Linked DNA regions of Sus scrofa: region 2 is linked to region 1. Evidence: chromatin contacts called from public Hi-C data. All regions are on one chromosome and are shown on one strand. Each heading gives the region's core, a stretch centred on a gene start, on an enhancer-like site or on the middle of the called end of the contact. The rest is flanking DNA. Distances are from core to core; before and after follow the strand shown. Region 1 holds the start of DNAJC9 (dnaJ homolog subfamily C member 9). Region 2 holds the start of CFAP70 (cilia- and flagella-associated protein 70).

Evidence for each region. Hi-C and Micro-C count contacts between places; a contact is called where the count stands out from the background.
Region 2: a Hi-C map of liver shows a contact between it and region 1, with 8 times the contacts expected there. The contact joins the promoter of CFAP70 here to the promoter of DNAJC9 in region 1. A contact is called at or near these places in 3 of 5 promoter capture datasets (fetal liver and liver), 12 of 47 Hi-C or Micro-C datasets (alveolar macrophages, embryonic fibroblasts, epiblast stem cells and 6 more) and 2 of 2 datasets of contacts at active chromatin or transcription factors (alveolar macrophages and skeletal muscle).

What each region holds. Positions count from the first base shown.
Region 1 is chr14:76,067,600-76,072,227 of Sscrofa11.1, reverse strand. DNAJC9 (dnaJ homolog subfamily C member 9) reads left to right here and starts at 1,927. Exons shown (of 5, transcript XM_003483498.4): 1 at 1,927-2,231; 2 at 2,405-2,545; 3 at 3,171-3,425. The coding sequence starts at 2,052. MRPS16 (28S ribosomal protein S16, mitochondrial) reads left to right here. Exons shown (of 4, transcript XR_001301010.1): 4 at 951-1,211.
Region 2 is chr14:76,197,564-76,202,191 of Sscrofa11.1, reverse strand. CFAP70 (cilia- and flagella-associated protein 70) reads left to right here and starts at 2,294. Exons shown (of 27, transcript XM_013983341.2): 1 at 2,294-3,659.

The sequences.
Region 1 (4,628 bases), core at 678-3,177:
TAGTTTTAATAATGGGCAGAGCTAAGAGTCAACCCTCAGTGTGCCTACCTGGAGTCCTTTTCCAACATGTTATATTGTCAGTGGTGGAGGAATTGAGCAAAAATGAGGGGCTTTACAAAAGTCCACTTAAAAAGTCAGTGATAGAATCAGGTTTAGGTATCATGATTTGGTAATGTAAATGACTAGTTGTGCCAAAAACAAAAAAAAAAGAAAACAAACCCCAAATACATTATCTGTTCCACCAGAACTGTAGCAAGGATTATATTCTGTGTAAGATTAAAATATAGAAGATTTATAGAGGAGATTCTCAAGCTCTATCAGTGTACCGACTTATTTTATTCTCTGGGCTTTATATTCTGTGAATAGTTATCAGCCACCTCAAAATCTGGGGGTCACAAATTCTGCCAGGGTTGTCACTGTTTGGCCTCCACTTGCTTTGAGGAGACTTTGAAGGCAGGACAGGCAGAGAGGAACTGACTTTAGTTGGGTTGTATCTTGGATCTAGGAAAGAGAAATGTTTTGGAAACCACAGAAGTCTGGAAGTTAGATAATAATCTACCCTGGTTTGAGGTCTTCAGAGAAACTTCAATTGGTAGAGCAGAGGCAAATGTGATTCTGGAAAGTATTGATCAGTTAGGGGAACTGATGTGAAATGGGTATTACTTTGAGCTACTGAGTTTCTGCCAACTCGACTACTGTTGTCTGTCTTTTTTAAAAGATTCGTATATATACAACTTCCTGTGTGGGCTCATCCTCTCCCTGATTTCCAAAGTTTTCTCTAACCCTGGCCTTGCTTTGGATTTCCAGGCCCAGATTTTTCACCATGTTTTAAATGATTGCATCAGCCTATCTTGCTACTACCTCAAATCCAACATGCTTTAGAAAACCTTTGCTTCTGAAGTTGACCTTTTTTTTTTTTTTCTTTTTTTTTTTTTTTGCGGGGATGGGAGGGGGACGTGCCTGCAGCATATGGAATTACCAAGCCAGAGAAAGAACCCGGACCAGAGCAGTGACATGAGCTGCTGCAGTGACAAGGCTGGATCCTTAACCTGCTGCACCACAAGAGAACTCCCCCAAAGCTTGTGTTTTTATTAAGATGATTGTTGGATTATATTATCTCCACCAAAGTGGAGGAGCTGTTAAGGTGAATAGGAATGATTCTGTAATAAATGTCAAATCTAGACTCTCAGATTAAAAAAGTTTTTAAAAGATTGGTATTTTGTGTTTTTTGTTTAATGTAGGCTTATTTATTGCAGGACTCAAGGGAAAGTCCCTTCCCAGCAGTTCCGCCACCTGTAGGATGCAAAATTATTTGGGCCTTAGAGCTCTATATACTCTTGTCAAATCATCATTGGAAAAGAGCAAATCTATTTAATCTTTAGGTTAAACCATGTGAAATTGCCAAACGCCAATGTTAGGCTTTTTTTTTTTTTTTAAACTGAAAAAAAGCAAAAAAACAGCATTGCAGGAGTTGCCCGCTGTGGCGCAACGGGATCAGCAGCATCTCTGGAGTTCTGGGACGCAGGTTCAATACCTGTCCCCTGCACGTGTTGCACATGTTGCCGCAGCTGTGGAGGTGGTCACAACTGGGGCTGGGATCTGATCCCTGGCTCGGAAACTCCATTTGCCGCGGGGCGGTCGAAAAAACCCCACCAAAACAACAATGCATAGATTCAGCTTAATATGATGAACGTTCCTTATACTGCATAAACTGAGCGGGGATTTTGAGAATATAGCTGCCAAGTTTCGAAAATAAGGGGAGTCGGGCCGCGGAGGAGAGGGCGGGGTAGAAGGAGATCCCCTAGGTCAGAGAGATCTGGGACGCCGTAGCCACACCCTGTCTCTACCTCGGCTGACGCCAGCTTTAACCACGCCCCATTTTGCAGCCGTCGTAAAGTGTGGCGTCGAGACCCCGCCCCTTCCTGCGCCTCTTATGACGCAGGCGCCCTGGGCGTTTTGCGCGGGAAAAGGAAGCGGTGTAGTGTTCTGCTCTGTTGTAGGGACCTGCTGTTTTCAGTGAGGCTGCCGCCCGCTCTGCACCACTACCAGCCATGGGACTTCTGGAGCTGTGCGAGGAAGTATTCGGAACCACCGACCTATACCGAGTGTTGGGCGTGCGACGCGAGGCCTCAGACGGCGAGGTCCGACGTGGTTACCACAAAGTGTCCCTGCAGGTGCACCCGGACCGGGTGGGCGAGGGCGACAAGCAGGACGCCACTCGCCGCTTCCAGGTACGCTAGACCCCGCTCCACCCGCCGCCCGGGCTTCTTTCCGTCTCCTGGCCGCTTAGCGCCGCCCGGGTGAAGTAAGCGGAACCCGGCCTGGCGTTTTCTAATCTTTTTTTTTTCCGCGGTGTTGTTCCAGTGAGGGGGCAGGGGTGACTTCTGGATGCTCTTTCCCGCAGATCCTCGGGAAGGTCTATTCCGTTCTGAGTGACAAAGATCAGAGGGCAGTGTACGATGAGCAGGGAACTGTGGACGAGGATTCTGATGTGCTCAGCCAAGATCGGGACTGGGAGACCTATTGGAGATTACTCTTTAAAAAGGTAAAGAACTCTGGAGATTTCCTTGTGACTGTTACCATCATTCATTCAACGAAGATTTATTGGATGCCTCTAAGGTCTTGCACTTTGTATTGTGTAAAAATGAGGAAATTTTTATTTGGCTTCGATATATTAATAAATACCCACAGGCATTCCTCAGGAGATACCTATCTAACCTATTGATCTTGAGGAAAGACAAATTTAACTATTAGGTTGAACCATGTGTATGTGTGAAACCATACACATACACACACTTAACTGAAATGGATCTTTAATCATCTGTTGATGTAGAATGATTATAGTAAAAGGGGGGCATTTAATTTTTTTTACAAGATGTGCTTTATTTTACATATCTAGATGCAAGTTTTGAGTATTTTCCTGGGTCTCTTCCCAACTTTGAAAACTTCACTTAAATTTTTCTGATCTGTAGCTTAGCAGTTGTAAAGGTCGGGCTGAGAGAACTCTGGAAAATCTTTGGCGTAGAAAATTTGGTTCCTTAAAACAGTTTCAGCTCAAGTAACGTGTATTGGGGAGAAGCATTTCAAGACCTAAATTTAGTTTTTACTAGAGTTCCTTTTATTTAAAATAAAATTCTCAAAGTTAAAGCATATATCTCTCATTTGTTCAGATATCTCTAGAGGACATTCAAGCTTTTGAAAAGACATACAAAGGTTCTGAAGAAGAGCTGGCTGACGTTAAACAGGCCTATCTAGACTTCAAGGGTGACATGGATCAGATTATGGAGTCTGTGCTGTGTGTGCAATACACAGAAGAACCCAGAATAAGGAATATTATACAACAAGCTATTGATGCTGGAGAGGTCCCATCCTATAATGCCTTTGTCAAAGAATCGAAGCAAAAAATGAATGCAAGGAAAAGAAGGGTAAGATTTTGAATGCTCTTTGTTATTTATATCTTGACTGCTTCCGAAAAGAATTTGAGGATATTTACAGTAATAAAAATACATAAAAGAAAAAGAAAATATATCTAAGACCACTGAGGACTTCTCTGGTGGTGGCCTAGCAGTTAAGGACTCTGTGTTGTCACTGCTGTGACTCAGGTCACTGCTGTGGCTTGGGTTCAGTCTCTGGCCCAGGAACTTCCCCATGCTATGGGTGTGGCAAAAAAAAAAAAAAACAAAACAAAAACAGAAAACACTGAAAAAAGGATAAGGGTTAACTTTATACTAGTTTTCATCTAATAAAATGAGCATATCAGCTCATTAAGGGAACCTTTTTTTTAACCTACTATGTTGTGCTCAGGAGGATTTTATGGCATGGATTATTTAGATAATCAATATTTTAAAGTAGCACTGAAATATTCTTCATATGGGCCAGTTCTTGTAGCCTTGCTGGGGCATTCCTGGGAGATGAAGTAAGGGAGCCCAGATACCTAAGCTAGATTGTGGTTCTTACTTGGTTAAAGGGTGGGGAGAGGGTGACAGAGACTGTGTCTGTTTTTCAGACTGTGTCTTTTTAATTCAGATTCCTTTGGTCTTGCCCAGATTGATCCTTGAATTGGACCCAGAAAATACCTTCTTTTTTTTTTGCATTTTAGGGCCGCACCCTCGGCATATGAAAGTTCCCAGGCTAGGGGTCGAATTGGAGCTGTAGCCACTGGCCTACACCACAGCCACAGCAACACCAGATCCAAGCTGTGTCTGCGACCTATACCACAGCTCACAGCACTGCTGGATTCCCAACCCACTGAGTGAGGCCAGGGATTGAACCTGCATCCTCATGGATTCATTTCTGCTGCACCACAACGGGAATTCCCCAGAATGTACATTTTCTTAAACAAATGATTTAGTTTATTTTTTATGAAGGTTTTTCTAAATACAACTTGGGATACACTTTTATGGAGTATCAAGGGTTGTGACTCATGTGTCCTTTATACCCATATTAATCTCTCGAGATGGTGAGGATAAGGATGATGGTAGGGAAAAGGAGTTTAAGGATATCTGGGGTTCAGGGAGGGAGTGCATTCAAGGTGGCAGACATCTATGCCTCTAGTCAGGAGGAAGACCAGATTGGTACTGAAGTCACCATTGCTGGCTTTCATAGTGAGAGCTCCATGGAAAGCGGAC
Region 2 (4,628 bases), core at 1,045-3,544, 130 kb before region 1:
TAAATTTTAGGGCCACATCTGTGGCATATAGAAGTTCCCAGGCTAGGAGTCAAACCAGAGCTGCAGCTATGCCACAGCCATGGCAATGTGGGTTCCAAGCCATGTCTGACCTACACCACACCTCATAGCAACGCTGGATCCTTAACCCACTGAGCGAGGCCAGGGATCGAACCCATATCCTCATGGATACTAGTCAGGTTCCTTACCACTGAGCCACAAGGGGAACTCTAATATATAGGAGCGGCCCTAGAAAAGGCAAAAAGACTACATACATACATACATAAATTAGCAGAAAATATTTGAATGCCTTTCCTTATAAGGATTATAGGAAATTCAGAGTGGCACCTGTGTAAGCATTCTCTAGGAAAATAACACTATAACACAAAGTTATGCCATCTGTCACCCCAAGTCTAATAAGGATTAATTATGTTTAAGGAAGTGACACCTGTGACTTATCCTTGATTGCCTAGGCCTTGAAACAAAATACTTAGTAGATCAAGATCATGAGTGATTTAGAGCAGTTCCCTAGCAAAGACTTTGTCCTAAGTCTAGCTTATTATGTGGAAAAAGTATGTTGTACACAAGGTAGGATGGCTATCTCAGTGCAAATTCACTCACAACGCTCACTTGGGAAAAAAATCCAGAGATAAATGCCTTACTCAATTGTTCCATAGTTTTATTTTGAGATGTTTTTATTATTTATAACGTTGCAACTTAAAAAAATCTTTCTCTTGGTTTTTTATTTTATTTTATTTTATGTTTTGCCCTTTTGCCTTTTCTATGGCCGCTCCTGCAGCATGTGGAGATTCCCAGGCTAGGGGTCCAATCTGAGCTGTAGCCGCTGGCCTACGCCAGAGCCACAGCAACGCGGGATCCGAGCCGCATCTGCAGCCTACACCACAGCTCACGGCAACGCCAGGTCCTTAACCCACTGAGCAAGGCCAGGGATCAAACCTGTGACCTCATGGTTCCTAGTCAGATTCGTTAACCACTGTGCCACGACGGGAATTCCTCTCTTAGTTTTTTAAATTTTTATATATTCATTAGCAGAAATACAATTTATTTTTAAAAACTTGGCTCTAGTAACCATATCCTAAGCAAGGAATTTCCATGGAGAATTGTGTGTGTGTGTGTGTATAGTTTAATCATTTGTTTTGAAATAATTTCAAATGTATAGAAAGTTGCCAGAACAGTGCAAAGAACTCCCATTTCCTCGTCACCCAGATTCTCATCTAGTTCATATTAGGTTACTGCTTCATTACTCACTCTGTGTGTGTGTGTGTGTGTGCATGTGCATAGATCCCTAGTTATCAGTCTTTTTCTGGAACTTTTGAGGGCTGAGACGGAAACTGAAGGCATGATATCTCATCACTCCAGTAGGTATTTTCCCCTAAACAGGGACACTCTCCTACATAACAGCAAACAAAGTACCACATCAGGAAATCAATATTGGTCCAATATTACCACCCAATCTACTGATCCCATTCAAATTCCATCCGATGTCCCAATAATGTCTCTTTTCCTTCCTGGACCAACATGTTATACAGGAATACATATTGCATTTAGTTGTCATGTATCTTTAAACTCCTTTAATCTAGAAGTGCTGCTAATCTTCCCTGGCCTCGACAGTTTTATTAAAGAATACAGGCCTTGGAGTTCCTGCTGTAGGGTGGTGGGTTAAGAATCTCACTGCTGCAGCTTGGATCGCTGCTGAGGCACAGGTTCTATCCCCAGCCCAGCCATGCGTGTGGCCATAAAAACATTAAAAAATCCAAAGAGTACAGGCCTTACTTTCTATAGAATGGCCTATAACCTGGGTCCCCCTGATTATAGGAACACCACAACATATTTTGCTTTTCCCAGTGAGTCTCATCAGGAGGAATGAAATGTAGACTCCTGACACTGGTGTTTTAACCCTCATCGCTTGGTAGTGTTGGTTTCTTAATGTCACAGTTTTCCCCTTTGTAATCCATTAGTATTCCAAAATCATGCCAATATCTTATTCCTCATCAAGCCTCTACACACCAACCTTAGCATTGAAGACTCCTGCCTGAGTCATACCATACACTTCTGTAGTTGGTGCAAAATGGTAATTCTCTGTGTCAATTCCTCTCAATTACTGAGTTGGCATTCTACTGTTAGAGCTTTCCTTTCTCTCATTTTTATTTTTTAAATTACTCAATGGATTTTATTACATTTATAGTTGTACAACCATCATCAGAACCCAGTTTTATTGCATTTCCATCCCAAACCCCCAGCACATCCCCCGACCCCCCAACCTGTCTCATTTGGAAACAATGTTTTTCAAAATCTGTGAGTCAGTATCTGTTCTGCAAAGAAGTTCATTGTGTCCTTTTTCTAAGATTCCACATGTAAGTGATAATATACGATGTCAGTGCTGACTTCACTTAGTATCATTGTCTATTTTGAAGCTCAAATTATCTCTGATTTGGCCAACATTTTAAAGTATGTATATTGCTAAGATTCATCCATCCATGTTGTAAGTAGCTGTAGTTCATTCCTTTGTTTTGTAATATGCTATTCTGGAATATATATCAGTGTATTCATCCATTCTTATGTTGGGCTGTTTCCAGGTTTGGCTTTTGCGTGTATGCGTGTGCTTTTTTTAAGGCCGAATTGGCGGCGTATGAAGGTTCCCAGGCCAGAGGTCTAATCCGAGCTGCAGCGTCCAGCTTACACCACAGCTCAGGACAACAGAGGATCCTTAACCCACGGAGCAAAACCAGGGACTAAACCTGTGTCCTCTTGTATGCTAGTCATATTCCTTAACCACTAAGCCACGACGGGAACTCCTGTTTCTAGGTTTTTGCTATTATATTTTGCCATTCCTACTCTAAAGTAACGCTGAAATTCAAATATATTAAAGTTTTGCATTAACGTCACATACTTCAATTCTGCTTATTGTAAATACTGAGCACTAAAAGCAACATAGTTTTGCATTATCACCGTGAATGATAGCCAAGCTCACTTTTAAAATACTGTCTTTCTGCATTTTTTACAGAAAAAAGATTTTAATGACCTGTTTTTAAAAATCGTTTCATAAAGGCTTTTATCTTTAAATAAATTTCCTTTTGGTTTTTATCCTTATTTATTGAGGAAAAACTGGGAAAAAAAGAAGTGGATAAAGCAAAATTGAAAGGTAGAAAACCTTGAAGTTAACCAAAACTTTCGCTAAAAGAAAGGGTCATCCTCAGAAGAACGAGGGAATCGCTCCAGGTCTGGACGAAGCGTTGAGGCGCACTCGTAGGTCCGTGGGTGCGGACGTAGTTCTAGAGCGCAGGCGCGGGAACTCGTCTTGCACCGCCTCTCGTTTACCTCCCAGACAATGTTATCGCGAGTCTTGGGATAAACTTGTGGTCAGTACAAGTTCTCGCGAGAGGCAGTTGGTTGCTATAGTTACGAAAAACAAGTTTGTGTCGATCTAAGAGCGCTCTCACTTGTTAGAAAAGTGTCTCTTCCCCGCCTCCGCATCTCGGACTTTTCTTTTCAACTTTGGGCCAGACTGAAAGGCGGAGACCACATCCCAGCACGACTGCACTGCCGGACCCCCGGCTAAGCGAGGACTCCCGCCAACCCAGGCCTCCCACCCGAAGCCAGACTTAGACCCCGCTTCCCACTTTGCGCCGAGATCCCCCGCAGTAAGCGCAGACCGGGCCCCTGCTCACAGACCACCCTCCAGTCACAGCATCGCCTTCATCTAACTCATTTCTTTTTTTTTTTGTCTTTTCTAGGACCGCACCCGCGGCATATGGAGGAACCTCCAGGCTAGGGGTCGGAGAGGGAAGAGGAGCTGTAGCCGCCGGCCTACGCCACAGCCACAGCAACACGGGATCCAAGAAGCATCTGCGACTTACACCACAGCTCACGGCAACACCGGATCCTTAACCCACTGAGCAAGGCCAGGGATGAACCCGCAACCTCATGGTTCCTAGTCGGATTCGTTAACCACTGAGCCACTACGGGAACTCCAATCTAACTCATTTCTTTCTTTTCTTTTTTCTTTTTCTTTTTCTTTTTTTTTTTTTGTCTTTTTGCCACTTTTAGGGCCGCTCCCATGGCATATGGAGGTTCCCAGGCTAGGGGTCCAAGCGGAGCTGTAGCCGCCGGCCTACGCCAGAGCCACAGCAACGCAGGATCCGAGCCGCGTCTGCGACCTACACCACAGCTCACGGCAACGCCGGATCGTTAACCCACTGAGCAAGGCCAGGGATTGAACCCGCAACCTCATGGTTCCTAGTCGGAGTCTTTAACCACTGAGCCACTACGGGAATTCCAATCTAACTCATTTCTAATTTGATCTCCCCCATCTGCTTCTGAGCAGATACTAAGAAACCCATGCCTTGTTTGTGGCAAGAGGACCCCCTTTCTGACTGCCCTGACTAGAACGTGTAACTGGCCAGGCTTCTTGAACTCATTGTTCAACAGATACACCACTAATGCCTCTTGCGGACAAGGCATAGTGCCGGGCACTCAGTGGCTGCAAAAATGTATGACAGATTACTTATTTTTAAGGGAGTAGTTGAGCATTAAGAAAAAGTTGTGCGTATTAGTAACACCATTTGTTTGGTGCTTCATAGGTTAAGCAGTTTTACTCTTTTAGGGATATT